2 separate regions of the Zea mays genome follow, and region 1 is linked to region 2. Evidence: chromatin contacts called from public Hi-C data. All regions are on one chromosome and are shown on one strand. Each heading gives the region's core, a stretch centred on a gene start, on an enhancer-like site or on the middle of the called end of the contact. The rest is flanking DNA. Distances are from core to core; before and after follow the strand shown.

What was found. A called contact is a pair of places that touch in the nucleus more often than the background predicts.
Region 1: a Hi-C map of leaf shows a contact between it and region 2, with 4 times the contacts expected there. The contact joins the promoter of LOC100283512 here to the promoter of LOC100501241 in region 2. A contact is called at or near these places in 3 of 25 Hi-C or Micro-C datasets (ear, leaf and tassel).

The regions. Positions count from the first base shown.
Region 1 is chr1:142,467,267-142,470,139 of Zm-B73-REFERENCE-NAM-5.0, forward strand. It overlaps LOC100283512, which reads left to right and starts at 1,366. Exons shown (of 5, transcript NM_001156412.2): 1 at 1,366-2,164. The coding sequence starts at 1,466.
Region 2 is chr1:142,201,470-142,204,483 of Zm-B73-REFERENCE-NAM-5.0, forward strand. LOC100501241 (calmodulin-binding transcription activator 3) reads right to left here and starts at 1,690. Exons shown (of 13, transcript XM_008661880.3): 1 at 1,372-1,690. The coding sequence starts at 1,417.

The DNA.
Region 1 (2,873 bases), core at 116-2,615, 270 kb after region 2:
AGTCCACTTTAGCCAAACGGGATATTTGTTGAGTATGTTGATGTGTACTCACCATTTCTTAAACACAAAACACTAGGTTGTCCACATTGCAACCACTGCCCAGGAGAAGATGAAAGCCACACGGAGGACTTTCAGGAGTTCCAAGACTTTGAGGAGTTCTAGACTAGATTAGCGGCAAACCACCAGTCAGCTGCCTGTGAAGGCCTTATCTTTACTGCGTTTCACTTTAGCACTTTGATTTCTATTAAGTTAATGACCTATGTGGATGTTTCGGACATCATGATGTAACAAAGTAATACTTCTTTACGCTATTATGATAAATACTTCATCATGTAACCTTGGTAAGCATAAATTCTTCGTTTGGCTCTTACTTGCTCAGGAGAAAGAATGATGTCGTAGGGCATCATTGTTCAAGAGATGGATGTTCTTACTTGCACAAATTCTTTTAGAATCTTCAATCTCTAGACATAATGAGTGAAGCTAGAACATTCTTTAGTAACCATATACTTAGAAAAATTGTGACTATAACTTATTGGATTATTTGGATATCAAGAAATGGAGTCATTTTGTAAATAAAACTTGTAATGTTCTTTGTTGTGAATAAACTTTCAAAAAGAGCTTGGACTATTGTCCACCAAAGCCAAGCATTACATCAAGGAGCATTTGAGTATTTGGAGGGATAGCCTACACCAGTGGTTTTCTCCTTTTTCTTTGTGCTTTGCAAGCTTTGTAAACTATATATTCTGTACATGTTTAACTTCTTATATATACACAAAAAAACTGGGTTGGAGGATTTCCTTGCCGAATAATACAGTTTGGTTTCTGATTTGTGGGTCATCCAATGCACCGATCCATGTGGACCTTGCAAGTGACAAATGGCAATGATGTCGAGCTAGAATTTCACGTGACAAATGGCTTGTTTAGTTTCATGGGACTAAAATTTAGTCTCTACCTTATAGTCACTTTTAATCACTAAATTATCAAACACAGAGACTAAGGGTCTGTTCAGTTTTTAATAAACTGGTTTATAAAAATTAGGGTGGTTCCAAACATATCAATTTATGCACCAGTTTATAAAATCTGGATTTCTAGTTTCTTAAAATCCAAGAAGCTAATGTCGCCTAACTAAAACTAGTTCATGAAAATTGAGGTAATTTCAAACACCATTAACTAGTTTATTATAAACCAGTTTCTAGAAACTAGAGATAGAAACTATATTTTTAAAACTAGGTCCCTTCTAAACAAGATCTAAAAGAAAGAAAAAATATATGATTTAGTCTTTTTTGGTCTCTATATCTCAGACACTACTTAGAACGACTAGTACCAGACACTACAACTACAAGAGAGCCACTAGTCCCACGGTCCCACCAAACATAGAGGCATTCCGCAGTCCGCAGTCCATCCGCAGTCCGCAGTCCGCACGCACGGACGCGCCCTCCCAGATCTCCCGCCTCCGGCAAACAAAATGCCCCCACTCTCACCGCCCGCATCGCTGACCCCCGCTGCTGGCGGTCGGCGACGGTGGAAGTGCCGCCTCAGTCCCACTATCGCACGTGACCGCTGCTACACTCGCTCCTTCCGCTCCGCGGGGCTCCGCCCGGCGGCCATTCCGCTCCCCGATGGCGCCGTCGTACACCTGTGGCTCCCGCCTCCTGCCGCCGACCCCGCCAAGCCCCTATACCCTGTTCTGCTTCTCCACGGCTTCGGCGCACAAGCCACCTGGCAGTGGGCGCCCTTCCTCGGCCCGCTCCTCGCTGCCGGTCTGGCCCCCTATGTCCCGGACCTCGTCTTCTTTGGCGCCTCATCCTCCCCCGCAGCAGACCGCTCCCCGGTCTATCAGGCTGCCTGTGTTGCCGCCGCTATGGCCGCGCTTCCTGGCGCCCCGCAGCGGTACGCCGTCGTCGGGGTCAGTTACGGCGGCTTCGTAGCATACCACCTCGCCCACGCGTTTCCGGCAGCGGTGGAGCGGCTTGTACTAGTCGCGGCCGGTGTTTGCCTCGAGGAGGCCGATCTGGCCGCGGGGCTCTTTGCCGTTGAGGATATCGCCGAGGCTGCAAGTCTTTTGCTGCCCCAGCGGCCGGAGGATCTCCGGAGGTTGGTGGGGCTCACCTTCTGCCGCCCTCAGCGGTTCATGCCGTCCTGTTTCATCAGAGATTACATCAGGGTAGGTAAAGCAGGGACTTGCCAACTATTTTCACCTGCAGTTTCTTGGCTGAGATGTTTCGTGGTTGATAATGAACAATTAATTGTTGTGTACTGTACAACTTAGGTTTGGTGGTTCGGTGCTAAAGGTAAAAACCACGGATTTGATCCACAATTGCTACCTGTATCGATCCATTGTTGCATTGGAGGTGTTGTTAGTTCAAAGCGTCTTTGGATCGGCTAAGACTATGAATGTTTGGATCTAGGCTAAAAGTGCATATATATATCAATGAACTATTAGCCCTTGTTAGTTAGTTGTACTTGGCTAATGAACTAACAGTTATCCAAGAACTTGGCTAAAAGTTTGCTCAAACCATTAGTCCTCATGTTTGGATGGTCTAGAGATATTTTTTAGCTTCTATTGTTTGCCCACAGAATCCAAACAGACCCTTGGCAGTTACAACGTTCCAGCAACTTGTTTGAGTGCTGAACCCACCACTTCTTAACCCCCTGTTATCCTAATCCCATTCCTGTTGGTGGCCGTGTGGGCCTCGACGCGGGAGGGGGGATCGGCACGCTTGTTGGCAAAACGGTGGATGCACTGTTGTATTTATATGAGAGGTTTTTTTGCCGAGATGGATTAAGTTTGGGTCGGATTTTTAAATTTTGGAATATCATTTTCAGGGTTCAAATAATTCCAAAAAACTGTTTTAATCCCTAAAAAAGACTTC
Region 2 (3,014 bases), core at 440-2,939:
TCAAGCATCTGGTGTTCTATATGACAAGTGGGTATCATAGAAGATAAAAGGCAAATTTTATAGGACGGCGATTAGACCTGCTATGTTGTATAGTGCAGAAGTTAGGCCTACAAAAGCCAATATATTCAGCTAGTATGTATTACAGAAATACTTATGATGCATTGGATTTGTGACCATACAAGAAGGGATCGAGTCTAGAATGTTGATATACTTGATAGGCTAGAAGTAGCTTCAATTGAAGAAAAGCTTGTCCAACATCGGTTGAGATAATTTGGATATGTCCAGCAAAGACCTCCAGAGGTACCATTGCGTAATGGAATCCTAAGGCACGATAGCAATAAGAAGAGAGCAAGAGAAAGACCAAAGTTGACATGGAAAGAAGCAGAGACTTAAAATAATAAGATATAACCAAAGATTTAGCTTTGATAGGATTTTACGGAAAACAACTATCCATATATGTGAACCTTGATTTATGGGTTCTATTGGATTTTTAGCCCTAGCCCACCTAAGTTGCTTGGGATAAAAGGTGCGGTATTGGTGTTATTGTTGTTGAAACTCTTTGGCTCTTTCAGACAAAAAGAGGCACTGTTACTGGAAACAATGAACAAAAATGGCTATCATGACCATGGGATCCAAATTCCAAGCAGTGCAATGCAAACAGCGACCGAAACCGCGGTATTGCACGATTCAGTTGGACAGACCCTCATAACATAACCAACCCTGACCTCGCTACATTCTCCAGCAGGTCAGAGAATGGATGCTGTCAAAAGCAAATAGCAAGCAATTTTTCCTCATCCCTGAGCTGTCAGAGGGCCAGGAAAAATCCAACTAGAGAGCGCATAGATAAGACCCTCCCCTACTCACAAACTCCCGGCCATAGTGCACCAAAACTACCAAACACTTGCTTAACACCCAAATTTGCCTCCAATCTCTGCGTAACTATCTGCAAGTATTTGATAAATACTCCATTGCTTGCAGTGATTCCCTACGAGAAGCACACAAACCCTGAACGAGGAAGCTCTCACAAAGACCTCCCTGCCCCGCAGCGACCGCAGGGCTGACATACCGACGCCTCCGTGCCGGCATCAGCACGAAGTAACAAACACCCAGAGTCCCGACGCCAATACAAAGTAACAAACATCCATAGTCCCGATAAGTTACGAGGAAAGCCCAGAGCCCGCAGACCCGCGCCAGCGACGCGGAGAGATGTTTCCGCCTTGGCGACACCCGCATCTCCCGGCTGCCCGATTGACCACGACCGGAGCGTTGACCGAAGCACTCAGATCAGATCGAAGCACGCCCGCCTCAGGAATCAGGAGCAAACAAAGCGCATGGGATCACGGGGGAGGGGAAGTGGACGGGACGGCTCACCTAGCTGCGGCACGACCGCGAGGCGGCGCGCCTCCGTCGTGGCCATCGATCGGGCTCACAAGCGGCGGCCGCGGACCATGCAACCCGCTGGACCGGGCCGGGGAGGAGGGGAGGCCGTGCTGGCCTGGGGATCCGAGCGGCGGGGGGTGGGGTGGAAAGGGTGATTTCTGCAGGTTCGGGGCGTGGAGAAAGGAGGAAAGTGGAAACGGAGAACTTTTCCTCGTTCGCTCTGCTACAAGGGTTTAGCTCAGAGCATAACCGCGCTAGTGATTGAACGCCTGAAACTGAAAGAGGCGGGACAGCCAGTTAGGCTATTCGCAGCACTTTACTCTAAATTTTCTTTTATATATTATTTTTTTACGTCACATCAACATTTCATCTCTTATGTTTTCATCTCCCGCAGTGATTCTCCCCTATATTTTCTCCCTATACACCATTACAACCATAAAATATCATTTCTGTCGGCGTTTCGACCCCGGGGGTCCCTGGACCGACGTATCCCAGCCTAGATGGGTCGGCGCGAGACGAAACACAAGGGGGAACAATAAGGAGAATTGCGGCTCGTGTTGTCCTGCGCCCAGGGCGGATGCGCTTGCAGTAAGGGGTTACAAGCGTTCGCGAGGGAGAGAGAGAGCCTTGTTCGTCAGCCCGTCCTCCCGCGCGGCCATCTTCTCGTACGAGGGCCCTGGACCTTTCTTTTATAGATGTAAGGAGAGGGCCCAGGTGTACAATGGGGGGTGTAGCGATGTGCTATCGTGTCTAGCAGAGAGGAGCCAGCGCCCTATGTACATGCCGACGTGGCTGTCGGAGAGGTGTTGCTGCCCTGTTCATGTGATGTCGTGGTCGTCGGAGCAGCGCTTAGACCCTGTAGAAGTACAGTTGTCGGGGCTGTTGGATCCTTGCTGACGTCTCCTTGCCTCCGTAGGGGGCTGAAAGCCGCCGTCGTCATGGAGCACGCGGGGTGCCATCATTACTTGTTTACCGGGGCGAGCCAGATGGGATGCCGGTCTTGTTCCCCGTAGCCTGAGCTAGCTAGGGGTAGGGTAATGATGTACCCCCCTGCGGCGTGGTCGGTCCGAGCCCGAGGTCGGGCGAGGCGGTGACTCCTCCGAGGTTGAGGTCGAGTCCGAGCCCTGGGGTCGGACGAGGCGGAGACCGTCTTCCGAGGTCGAGGTTGAGTCCGAGCCCTAGGGTCGAGCGAGGCGGAGACCGTATTCCGAGGTCAAGGTTGAGTCTAAGCCCTGGGGTCGGGCGAGGCGGAGCTTCCTATGGCGCCCGAGGCTGGACTTGGCTGCTGTCAGCTTCACCCTGGCAGGTGGCACAGCAGTCGGAGCAGGGCAGGCGGCGTTGTTTTCCTGTCAGGTCAGTCAGTGGAGAGGCGAAGTGACTGCAGTCACTTCGGCCCTATCGACTGTGGAACGCGCGTCAGGATAAGGTGTCAGGCGATCCTTGCATTGAATGCTCCTGCGATGCGGTTGGTTGGCGTGGCGATCTGGCCAAGGTTGCTTCTCCGCGAAGCCTGCCCGAGCTGGGCCTCGGGGCGAGTCGAAGGTGCGCCCGTTGCTTGAGGAGGCCCTCGGGCGAGGCATGAATCCACCTGGGTCTACTGTTCCTGTCCGAGGCTGGGCTCGGGCGAGGCGAGA